2 separate regions of the Columba livia genome follow, and region 2 is linked to region 1. A link is a contact called in public Hi-C data. All regions are on one chromosome and are shown on one strand. Each heading gives the region's core, a stretch centred on a gene start, on an enhancer-like site or on the middle of the called end of the contact. The rest is flanking DNA. Distances are from core to core; before and after follow the strand shown. Region 1 overlaps ACAD9 (acyl-CoA dehydrogenase family member 9). Region 2 overlaps IQSEC1 (IQ motif and Sec7 domain ArfGEF 1).

The links. Hi-C and Micro-C count contacts between places; a contact is called where the count stands out from the background.
Region 2: a Hi-C map of liver shows a contact between it and region 1, with 2.1 times the contacts expected there. The contact joins two enhancer-like sites. A contact is called at or near these places in 2 of 2 Hi-C or Micro-C datasets (crop and liver).

The regions. Positions count from the first base shown.
Region 1 is chr10:1,738,892-1,745,056 of bColLiv1.pat.W.v2, forward strand. It overlaps ACAD9 (acyl-CoA dehydrogenase family member 9), which reads right to left. Exons shown (of 18, transcript XM_065074882.1): 6 at 5,392-5,470; 7 at 4,267-4,441; 8 at 3,601-3,674; 9 at 2,036-2,111; 10 at 1,268-1,338; 11 at 763-882; 12 at 1-12. Among named protein-coding and RNA genes, the nearest start is that of ACAD9, 15 kb to the right of the region's middle. Within about 2 kb of position 3,185, at least 1 of the 3 cell types and tissues checked has an H3K27ac peak away from gene starts, as active enhancers do.
Region 2 is chr10:1,833,768-1,839,578 of bColLiv1.pat.W.v2, forward strand. All of the region lies in intron 4 of IQSEC1 (IQ motif and Sec7 domain ArfGEF 1), which reads right to left. Among named protein-coding and RNA genes, the nearest start is that of ACAD9, 79 kb to the left of the region's middle. Within about 2 kb of position 2,249, at least 1 of the 3 cell types and tissues checked has an H3K27ac peak away from gene starts, as active enhancers do.

The DNA of each region.
Region 1 (6,165 bases), core at 1,935-4,434:
AGAGCTGAACACCTGCCAGAACAGCATTTTAACTACTGTGCCACACATTACACGCAGAATACACCGCCCGTTATTGTACCTGCGTGACAGTGCTGATGTATTCTGTCCTGCTGTTGCAACGGCCCCGTTTAAAGCTCGCCTGAAATCGTATCCTTGTGGCTGAGGGTGTGTGCACTTTGGTCAAACCTCGCAACCCACAAACCCATTTCTACAAGGAAACGTTCCCGGAGAGCGGGAGCCCCAGAGCAGCTGTGGTTTGGGGTGGGAGCACGTTCCGCCTGCCCAGATCCACCACAACACGAGCTCTTGTGCACCGAGCACCCACAGGGCCATCACCAGGATGAGAACCGTGAGCTCTCCCGGCCCCAGGCTGTGACACCCCAGAGAGGGACCGACTCGTTCTCCTGATGTATTTTGCAACCATTTCTGAGTTACAGCCTGTGCAGAAGCACCTCAGCCTGGCCCACAAGTAACTGAGTGTCTTTTTGCCACGTAGAGTTTAAGAGGACCATGATATTCCAAACCTGTTGTACAGAGCTTCTATTTTGTACAGTGACAAAAGCCTGAATGTGAGGTAATCAATAGTGCATGGGATGCAGAGAAAACAATGTCTATTGTCTTCATCCAGCTGAGGTGGTTGTATCATATGTCTAAATGGACCACCTGAGCCTGTCATCCATCTGGAGTGTGCACTGAAAACCAGAGAGGAATTAGTCTGTATGAATTAAAGCCGCAGGCAAGTCTGCCCATGGCATTAATTACCTTGACCATGGCCGCCTCCACGGAGCAGTCGGGGAAGCCGGGCCTGTCCATCATGCCCGCGGTGAGGTACGCCATGCTCTCCATCACGTACGCTTTCACTGCCATCAGACAGAACTTCTCCTGCCAAACGGGAAAGCCCCGAGTCAATCACACAGGCACTCACGGGCACAATCCCACGGTCAAGCCTGACGCTCAGGAGCGCGACAGCAGTTTTTGCATGTTTAACATATTCTCAAATACAAATCAATAGAAATAAATCAATAGAATTCAATAGAAAGTACCACCGCAAAACAACCATGAGGAAAACCCAAACAAACATAAAAAAATAATGCTCATTACATTTATCATTCTAGACATCTAAAAGATCAGTGTACGGAACTCTGCACTTAGTTTACACAGATTTAGCACCTTTAAACTAGTACAGCCAAAAGATACCCAGCATGAGCCATGTCCTTGCAGTTAGTCAGTACAAAGCACAGAGATTTGCTTTTTCATATTTTATTACCTGAATTAATCCAAAATCGCTCAGTTTCTTATTGAACTGTTTTCTGGTACAAGCATACTCTGCTGTCATTTCTTAAAAGAAAGAAAAGAAGTCCATTTCAACCCAGCAGCTCTGGAACCGTGACAGCCCGTTCCTGCCAACAGCGCCTACGGCCTCAGTCTGACCCGCAGCTGCGTCAGCGTGTACCCGTGTCAACCCCTCGCTGCTGCACAAGCGCCAGCCCGTGAATAACACCCTCCAAACGAGGCTGTTGGTCCCGCCTGGGAACACAGTGCCAGCGGCTTTTGAACAAGAATCGCAGGTGTGAACCTGTGCTCTTAGACAAGGCACCTGTTAGTGCTAATTAATTACTTCAGAGGGATTTGTGTTACTGTTTTTACTGGTAGAAACCAATTTTATTACTTATTACTGCATGTAAGCCTGGAGCAAGTTATTCAAGTTGGAAGTTTTAAGGGAGATTGCACCTTTTAAATACAACAGTATATAGGTTATTCTCCATAAGAATATTTTGCCTCAGGAAAAATCAACAGCTGCAATAACTTCCCACTACATGCACTGAAAAAACTTCAGTCTTACAGGCTTTTAATAAAAATTTTAAACAAAAATGTTAGTGTTTTAAAGAAGTCAAAGCATGTTATGACTGACAATGTAGCGATGTCGCTATGATCAAGGCTCACGTTACTATTTTGCATTAACTGCATTCTATACTTTATGCAGATCGGGGTTTTTTGCGTGACATCCAGCACCACACACGCCTCATTCACCCACCTATCAACCTTTTAATCATTCCAGCGGACGCGCTGCCCATGCTAAATCTTCCACTGTTCAGGATATTCATGGCAACCTGTGAAGAAAATGAAGGTATTGTTAGGTGCAAATGTCACAAACATCTCCTTAGGCCACGATGGTTCTGCCGTTTGGCTTCCTACGTCAGTGCTTCCCTGGGTTCCACTCATCACTGGGCTGCACCTTGGGACACCTGCCCTTGTACTGTACTCAGCAGTGATGGTTCCAAACTGGGCTTTCAAGGTGAGCGTGACATCCAATTTCACATTAGGGATAGTTTTCAGATCCTGATGTGACCAGGAAATAATCCTTCATTCAAGCTACATTAAGGTAAAATGTAGATAGATAAAAATGTATTTATCTGCAACTAGACAAACGACATTGCAACTAGACAGCACTGCTGAAGTTCATCAAACTGACGAAGGAGAAAAACAGAATATTGTTTAATGTGTGTACACAACGGCCAAATACAAAAATCCTCTCTGCAGCTGACCTACAATGGCAACTTTCCTCCTTCAGAGCCCTTTCAGCAACACGCAAGAAAAGGGAGTAAGAATGAAAGGTGTAGAAATAAATCAGAGATCAATAATGTATAAAAACAGATTTTGAAATCTAGTATTATTGTTTCTTACCAAGAGAAATATGAATGCCTCACTTCAAAGACTGTTAAGAAATTTAGCAAGAAGTCACTGTTCCTACATTCTCACTTGTGGTAATTATCTGAAGAAGAAACCAACAAAAGTCATCTTTTGATATGTTTACTACATTAAAGAAAATGGTTTCATTTACCATTTAGGTCTGGATTTGTCTGCTACAGAATAAGTAAGAAAGCTGAGAAGGATAATTAAGAACAGTTTTGCAAATTCTGCACGTCAGACTCTCGGAGGACGGTTAGAGCAGCAAAGAGAGCGGTGCTGTCTGTACTGGTGTCAGACTTTCCTGACGCCAAGGGGAGGAACTGATGCCGGAGGCAGCTGTGCGGCCTGCTCCCCTCCTGCTCCTTCCCTGCTCCCCTCCTGCTCCTTCCCTGCTCCTGCTCTGCTCCCCTCCTGCTCCTGTGCTCCTCCTGCTCCTTCCCTGCTCCTGCTCTGCTCCCCTCCTGCTCCCCTCCTGCTCCTGCTCTGCTCCCCTCCTGCTCCTTCCCTGCTCCTGCTCCTGTGCTCCTCCTGCTCCTTCCCTGCTCCTGCTCTGCTCCTTCCCTGCTCCTGCTCTGCTCCTTCCCTGCTCCTCCTACACCATCCACAGTTCTGGCTGTAGAAAACAGCAGAAGACATTGTCCTGATTCAGTTCAGAAGTTCTGCTGAAGAAATTGCTCCCTCTTCTGAAAAGAACAGTATGTTCTATTATTTTAATGAAAAACAATAAAAAAACCCCAAACAAATCATGGAACCAACTAACACAAAGAACATCAATGGAGAAGTCTCCTCTGGTACTCTCCAGTTTGGCCACGTTCATACTACCAGTAAAGAAACGTCAGTACAGGGGGAGGGAGGAAAAAAAGCCTTCAGGCTTTTAAAAACCATCAGTAGTTACTCGTGACTGCTTACCTTAAATCCCCCTCCTACTTCTCCAATTACATTCTCTATAGGCACTTTTGTGTTTTCAAAATGCACTTCACAGGCTGAAACACAGAATTAATAGCTGTTGAATTATGTAGAAATATTTAAAAGGCACTCAGGAACATAAATGACTCCTCTTGTAGCAAGGAGTAAAGTTTTCCTAATGCACTCTTTATGATAGAATTACGTATGCTTTGCCAAAGAAGTTAGGATCTGGGAAAATACTGTAGTTGACAACAATGTAAAATGTTAACAATATAATTGATGTGCATTGCATAAACAGAGAAGTATAGTTTTGTCTCTATTTTACGGAACTGATACAGACGGTGAAAAGCTGTAATTTCCAGCAAGCTTAAGAAGAGCCAATGAAAACTGCCCTGTAGGTTAAAGCTGCTTGTTACTGAACGTCCTGAGCAATGTCTCCCACTGAACAGTGAGGGAAGCTTCAGTGCAGCAAAGAATCACACAATATGGATTTCTTATTTCAGACCCTGCATTAGGAAGGACTCGTAGGACAAGCTCAGTAAAGAAACTTTAAACTTATACTGCTATACGGAATAGATATTGATTAGCCTCTGAATTCAGATGATCTAAACAAATCAAAACATTAAAATAGTAAAACAATTTCTATTAACCGTTTTAAGTGGTTCTTACTATTTGATCCTCGAATGCCGAGCTTATCCTCAGGCTTCCCGTGGCTGACGCCACCAAAATCCCGCTCTACAATGAAAGCAGTAATTTTGTCTTTCAGTTCTCCATCCTTATCAACAACCTCTGTCCTGGCAAACACTGTGAAAACATCAGCAATGCCACCGTTTGATATCCACACCTGTTTTGAGAGAGGAAAGACACACATAAATATACTTGTCCTGATTTTGTGAGCACTGTTCACAAGTGTTTCGTAATAGACCAACAAAGAACAGAGTGGTGAAAAATTGCTGCTTCTCCCCATAAAATTCTAATTGAAGTTCTGCTACTAGTTTTGAGAAGCTGACCACAGAATGTATAGAGCAACTATAAAAATAGGTTGTAATATAATCTGAGTTACATTAAAATCCATGGCGCATTTTCACAGAAGCTTGTATATCCTGCTACTTATGACACGAGGGATATAAGGGTAATACAGACTGTAGGCACATTTGCCCACAATAATTTCAGCTCTGATGAGAAATTCTCTGAATAAGGCCACATACATATGGCCTTTCCCACAGCCTGGACGCTTCACATCATAGACAAATAGTTCAACAACTACAGATCAAGTCTGCAACAAATGAAGCACTGCTGAATCCAGCACCTCTACATTTCTTCAAGACTGTATTCTGCCCTTGTTTCTGGCAGCAGAAATGCTCCAAGCAGCCCTATCTCCAGTTCACTGTCAAGATTTCTTTCAAAAATACCTCCAAAATCTGGCATGGAAAGAGGGGAAAACATGGATTTAGGTTTCCCTGTGCTGTCACAGCAGAGGCCAACCAACCAACCAACCAACCACCGCTGCCTTGAAGCTAAAGAACGTGAGCTGGCAATACAGTGAAGGAACTTCTGAGTGGCTGCTCCCACCTTTCTTACCAACAGCTTAGTGCAGGTTGTTCCCTGAACCTGTCTGTGCTTTTCTATTCTCTGTGGCCCTAAAACAACACGGGTTCTCTTTTTGACATCATTTGTCTTCACTAGCTTGGAAACCTCAAAAGAAACAGACTGATGGCAACGCTGCAAAAGACAGAGACGCCTTCTATAAACTTGTAACAAAACCCGTCGTGTTCCCAGCCCGTGAGCGGATACCTTGGAGCCGTTCAGTACGAAGTATTTCCCATCGTCACTGAGGGTGGCTCTTGTCTTGATGGACGCAGCATCACTTCCACTAAAAGCCAAACAGATTATTAATGTTTAAGGAAATAAACATGCTTCCCATAGTTTAAAAAGAAATGTTTACAGTTGTATGAAAGAGTAGCATATAAACTTTAGTTCTTAACTCCCAAGGAAACTTAACTAGATTGAACAGATTGCTTCTGTGCACTGGAAGTAAGGTCTCTAAGAAAACTGATGTTGAAAGTCACTAAGACTAGCCATCTTTTTAAATAGTACTGAGCTAAATAAAGACATTTGAAGGATTTCAGAACACAGCCCTTGTTTTTATCCTCCATGGATCACACTGTTAATATCTGTGCTAGTTTCAATTTTACCTGCAAGTGGGATAGTTTTCTGAGAGTCAAAACCCAGCTTAGGGCTCCCGAATAAAAAGCATCACTGATGGCTGGGACGCATCTATGTCACAGCTACATGAAAATCCACAAGTAACTCAAATGCTCACTGCAAGTCACTCCAGCAGACAAGAATTCAGAAGAGACCGTTTTAAACTATAGTTTTGTGCAGGCAAGCAAGATTCAACCTCAAACTTTCAACTGGTCTCGGTCCTTTAATCCCTTTCCTTTACAAAGGATCACGTAGGAAACCACCTGCCTCCATGTTTTTAAGAAAACTGTACCTCTTCTGCATTAACACAATTTGCAATAGTCAATGAATAAACGTAATAAATGTAACTTGTATCTTTGAAAT
Region 2 (5,811 bases), core at 999-3,498, 94 kb after region 1:
TGGCCAAGAAGCTCTGACCTCAGAAGCAGTCACAGAATTTTCTGAAGAATGTGCTTATCTGAACCCACTTCAAACAGAATCTTCCTTCTACAGGTCCGAACACACTAGATAAGCAAACAGCCAAGCAATGCTAACACATCCCATGTCAAATACAATGTAGATAATTGCTACAGCTTCCCCCCTTCAATGTCAAGCATCTAAAATTCTCAATTTTGTTTCGACCATTCCGCTACAAAGTTTTTCTTAAATCACTTCATGTTTTAGTAAGTCTTTAAAACATAAAGTAGAAATTAAATGCCAAAGTCATCTACATATTTAAGATCTCACATGTATTCCAACAGGGGGAATTGTGGTTTCCGAGTCAAGGCAGCCAGATGCGATTATTTTAGGAGGGATATTTTGTTTACATTTCAGCATTCCAAAGCCACCTTCGTTGAACCATAATCCATACTGTGTAATCCCATCTCCCTCAGGTAGCGGCCACTATAATCCATACTGCACAGTCCATGCTCACTCAGGTAACTGGGGCTGATTTTTCACAGCTATCTAGACTTGACTTTTTAGGACAATGTTTTTGGTGGCACACAGCTCTGTTCTTTCACTGTCCTGACTGCACAGGTGCAGTGCTGATGCTCTACACACAGAGGTGACGTTTCAGGCCTCAGAAGACAGTGGCAGCAGCAGCTCTTCTAACAACACAGAGCCAAGCAGGGCTTCTATACCACACCATTTATCTGCACCTTGTACAGAAAGCTTTGGTAGAACCAACAGGAGATATGTATGTGCTTTGTTGTTCTCCCACCGCTATTTTGACAGCTAGCTGGCATTAGAGCTGCCGCCAACATACTGCAGGAATATGCCGTGCAGGGTAAGGAGACAGTAAAGTGACTTTTCATGTCTTAGTATTCGTTGGAACGCAACTAAGAGCACAACACAAAGTCATCATTGCTCCAGCAAAAAAAAACCAAAAAACAAACAAATCAACTTGACCTATGAAAAAAATACGGAACCAGGAAATCTCTGTGCAAGAGGAAGTCACGAAAGATTTCAAACTATGGACTTGCGGAGGTGAATAAGTGCGCAGCCCCGGGAGGAGCTCCCTGCCCCACTCGCTCGGTACCGCTGCTGGTTGCAGGCGCTGTGGCCATGAGTGCTGCTGACAAACTTACAAAGGCAGCTCCAGTTTTGTTACCACTATCCTGTTTCACAGTATCTCATTAGTCAGTGTTGCACTTGGACTGTTCAATCTGCCTTGCTGAAGCTAACCGTGTTTTATTTCTAATACAGGAATATAATTAAACTTAGATTAAGCACAACACTGAAATTTTGGTTTATCCAGTAATTTACATAAATCACTGTTATTTAATGTGTTAATAGCTAAGACAAAGTTTATAAACCCCCAGAGTGCAAACTCAATTTGTAATTATGAGCACACAGCAATTTGTATAACATGCCATCTAAATCTACAGTAATTATGACCCTGCTTAAGGGTAATTCCCAACTTAATCACATTTAATACACCATTATTTCCAAGATCTAAAAGGCTGAAACGGGCATTTATCTTGCATTTTGCTTGAATAAAGGCAAAGGGTTACCCAGAAAAAAACGGAAGAAACTACTAGGGAGTAGCTTTCTTCCTGCAGAGTATAAATACAACCATGTAGCATTGTAAAATAAAACACATACATGGGTCAAAATACATGTTATTCCTCTTCACAGTGCGCTTTGGGGGGATATTAATCCAATTCATTCATTGAAAAAAATACGCTAACCCATATGGATGCTGCACTGCCTTCCTCCCTTCCTTCCCCCGCAAAATTGATTTCTTATCTTCTCTCATATATATTTCTTAATTTCCTATGGCTGCGTACTAGTTCACTTATTATTTTAATACCAATATACAAAAATCGGCATTAAAACAACAGCTACAAGTTCAGTTCACTTTGTAAACTGAACTTATAAAGCTTTTAAACAAACACATCTGGGAAAAGACTTTATGTTGTCGGTTGCTATGGAGTGGGCAAAACAATGAACCTTTGTAGGCATTTTGCTCTTCTAAGAACAGATCCAAAGCCTATTTAAGGCAAAGGAAATCTCCACTGACTTCAAGGTTTGCAGACTCAAAATTCTACTTTTCAGCTACCTATCTCAAACCTTACAAAACATAAAACAGCATTATCGCTATGTAAAGGGTGGATACATCGAAGTACAAAGAGTAGAAACCAAAGCAGAGGAAAATTAGAATAGCTTTTCACAGTCACCTTGCAGATCAGTGGGAGCACTAAAAATGAAACAGATCTACATGTTTTGCTTCGTTGTCCCCTCTCATAAAACAAGATACTTTGCTCCACAGAGGCAGAAAAGGGTCTGAGTGCTGCAGCAAACTCTCTGCCTGGCCCTGGCTAGGAGATTTGGAGAAGGAGCTCAATTTTGGAACAAAAAAAGGCAATTCTGGAATGATAGCAATGTTTCAAAATGCTCAGATACTCTGTTTTATCCAGTGTGGAAGCATGTGAACTAGACAACCCTGTAAATTATAGCAAGTCGTAAAACACATATCCAAGATCTCAGCAATGAGAACAGCGAGGCGCAAAGAGGATTAGATCACAGTCAAATCATTAGACCAAAGCCAGGATTCCCGACTCGAAATTCTCTGCTGTCAATACTCTGACCTGGTTTTGTCCCTTGAAGTCAGTAGCGGATCCTGCCAACCCTCCCTCGTGCAGGCAGCTGTTGTCACCTATGTTATTAGATGCACCACAGCACTGACTATTTGCATCCACAGGAACAACATAAGAAATAATAAAAGAGTTTTTATTTAGTGCAGTGTTTAGGTCTTTCTCTCAGAGAACTCTGGAACACTGGTCACGCTGCTTCTCACCTAATATTTGCATCCTCTGGTTCCGCCTCTGCTCCCCCACAGTTTTGGTTTTCTACAAATTTTGTCAGTCACTAGATAACTACATTTCATTCTAATACTATCAAGATATTTAAACTTTCTCTTGTCAGACCCACAGGCACATGGAACAATTATTTTTTGTGCAAATATCACACAACCTCCCTTTCAAGACAAACTTAGCAAGGGGCTTTCCTTTCAGCTGTGCTCAATGCTGCCGCGACTCACCTCAGCAGGAACTCCACCTGAGAAGCAGAAGCTGCGATCAGAAATCTGTGGACAGAAGGACAGCGCTTGGAAATCCCCCAAAGAAAGCACAGAGGCTGATAAGGAGCCAGAGAGCCCCTCTAGAAAGAAGTTAATCTGTACGCCAAGTATGCTACTCTATTATTACCAGAGATTGTACATCGAAACCCAGTAAAAGGGAAAAGGAAATCTTTAATCTGCATTCTCGGGGCAATAAAGGCAGGACTCTGTACCGTGAATGCAAGGTGACTGCAATTACAAGTTTGTTGATACTGTTATACACGTCTCCTAAGAGCAAAGCCACAAGAGCGGCTCCTTCACTTTCCTCGCTGGCATGTGCTGTTCCCTGAAGAACACGGAGCTCCCGCAGCTCAGGACTCTCCTCAGTGCTTCCAACACACGGCACCGGTGCCAGGACCTCGCTGGCTGCACATTCAGTGCTGCTGCTGAGCAAGGGTGGTGGGCACCAAGTCCACCTGGCTCAGGACTGGGGAACTCAGGATCACAGGATCCCAGAATGTCAGGGGTTGAAGGGCCCTGGAAAGCTCATCCAGTGCAATCCCCCCATGGAGCAGGAACACCCAGATGAGGTTACACAGGAAGGTGTCCAGGCGGGTTGGAATGTCTGCACAGAAGGAGACTCCACAACCTCCCTGGGCAGCCTGGGCCAGGCTCTGCCACCCTCACCGGGAACAAGTTTCTTCTCATCTTTCAGTGGAACCTCCTGTGTTCCAGTTTGCACCCATTGCCCCTTGTCCTGTCACTGGTTGTCACCAGAAGAGCCTGGCTCCATCCTCCTGACACTCCCCCTTTCCATATTGATCCCCATGAATGAGTCCCCCTTCAGTCTCCTCTTGTCCAGCTCCAGAGCCCCAGCTCCCACAGCCTTTCCTCACACGGGAGATGCTCCACTCCATCATCTTTGTTGCTTGGGATGTAAGGAACGTATCCTGGTGCTCTGAACCGGCAGAGCTCACAGAGAGAAAGCTGGGGCTACGAGCTCACCCTTCCAGGCTGTTACTTAGTCACAATAAAGGGCTGAAAAAGTAAAGTAATTCTCAGTCACTAGAGCAATGGAACAGATTTGTGGTGAGATTAAGCTCATACTGTCATGGAAAGCAGTGGCTTTACCTTCTCCATTCCCCACCCCCTTGCAGGAATGGATTTAACACAAAGTGGGCTTGGGCAGGTCAGGTTTGGATGTTTCACGTTACTCAGGGCAGAGACATTTACCGAAGGTGCACACTGAATGCCAAGAGCCGCTGAGCACGTACTTCAGGCACAAGAGAAAAGCAATGCAAACATTCACTTCTTTTCTTTACCTCCAGGTATTCACTCCAAATGGCACTTGAATGGAAATATTATCATGATTTGGGACTGTTTATTACTACAAAATACCACTGGAAAAGCGCCATAAGAAAAATCCACTGACATAAGCTGATACAAAGATGACACACCACCTATGCAGTAGCTAGCAAACTCGCCACAATAAAATATCTTTAAATGAAGCTGGACAGAACATGAACATTGAGATGATCCATATAATGCAGGTAGCTAATACACAGTATATTAACGCTCTTGAAACACCCAGTGCAAACTAACTGAAATGGAATCATTCTTTAAAAATTATTCCATATATATATAGAGAGATATATAAATATATATATATACACACCAGAAGGTTCTCCACAGCCCCTTTCCCCCCTGCTTTCATTTTATGGCAGTAATAACGTGCTTTCTGCAAAAAGCCTTTCTTTGGGATTACCGGACAGCAGAGATTAGCAATGCTTAGTTATGCTCCACGTGACCAACGTCTCAGAAGCTCTCAGACCTCACGAAAAGCACTGTTTTGTTGACTCGGTGTTTAGGTTTTTTTCCCTGTTTGAATGACCCACAAATGTAGTAAGATGAGTATGAGCTTCTGTGTGCACACCGGCTTCTGGGCGCACAATAAAGTCAAGTGGAAAAAGACATGACTGATTTTTAAATGGTTTTACACATATTTTCTAATTCTGGAAAATACAGAATTATGTTTCTTTGAATAAATATGTGAAAGAATTACAACCCCCATGAATACTGGCTGAAAGCTTGTGGTAGTAATTATTAGTCAGTATTAAAGTAAATATCTGAATGTTGCTAATTCATGCTCTATATAGAACTGTCTTTCTCTCAGCATTGGTGACATGTGGCTCAGGATAACATGCCACACCATGTACATATTTTCCATGACTTGTATTTCTGTGAGCACATTCTATACCCAGAATTTCTTCTCCTTGCAGCTCAGATTGTGTTACAGTTGCTTATTTTTATAGCAACAACTAAGTTTAAACTGTTACTAAAATGACAAGCATCACTGAAATGTCCCATATCTACATAAAAACAATTGACCAAAATACAATTCGAAGGTAAAGAAATAATGTTTCTACTGACTGCATATTGAAACAAATGAGTAAGAAAAAGGTTCTCAGGAAGGTCTTGTTATTGACATGATAAAGTTAGGTTTAGAGGTATTTTATGAAAATATTTTCATGGTTTCTGTATTAGTGCATGACTGCAACACAACGATTTTCAACTCCCACATGATTCAGCGCCGGCCTCCTGCTCACAGTGCCATGTGTAATGCAAAGGGTGATCACTGAGGAAGAACAACAGAACCACATTCCCCAGCA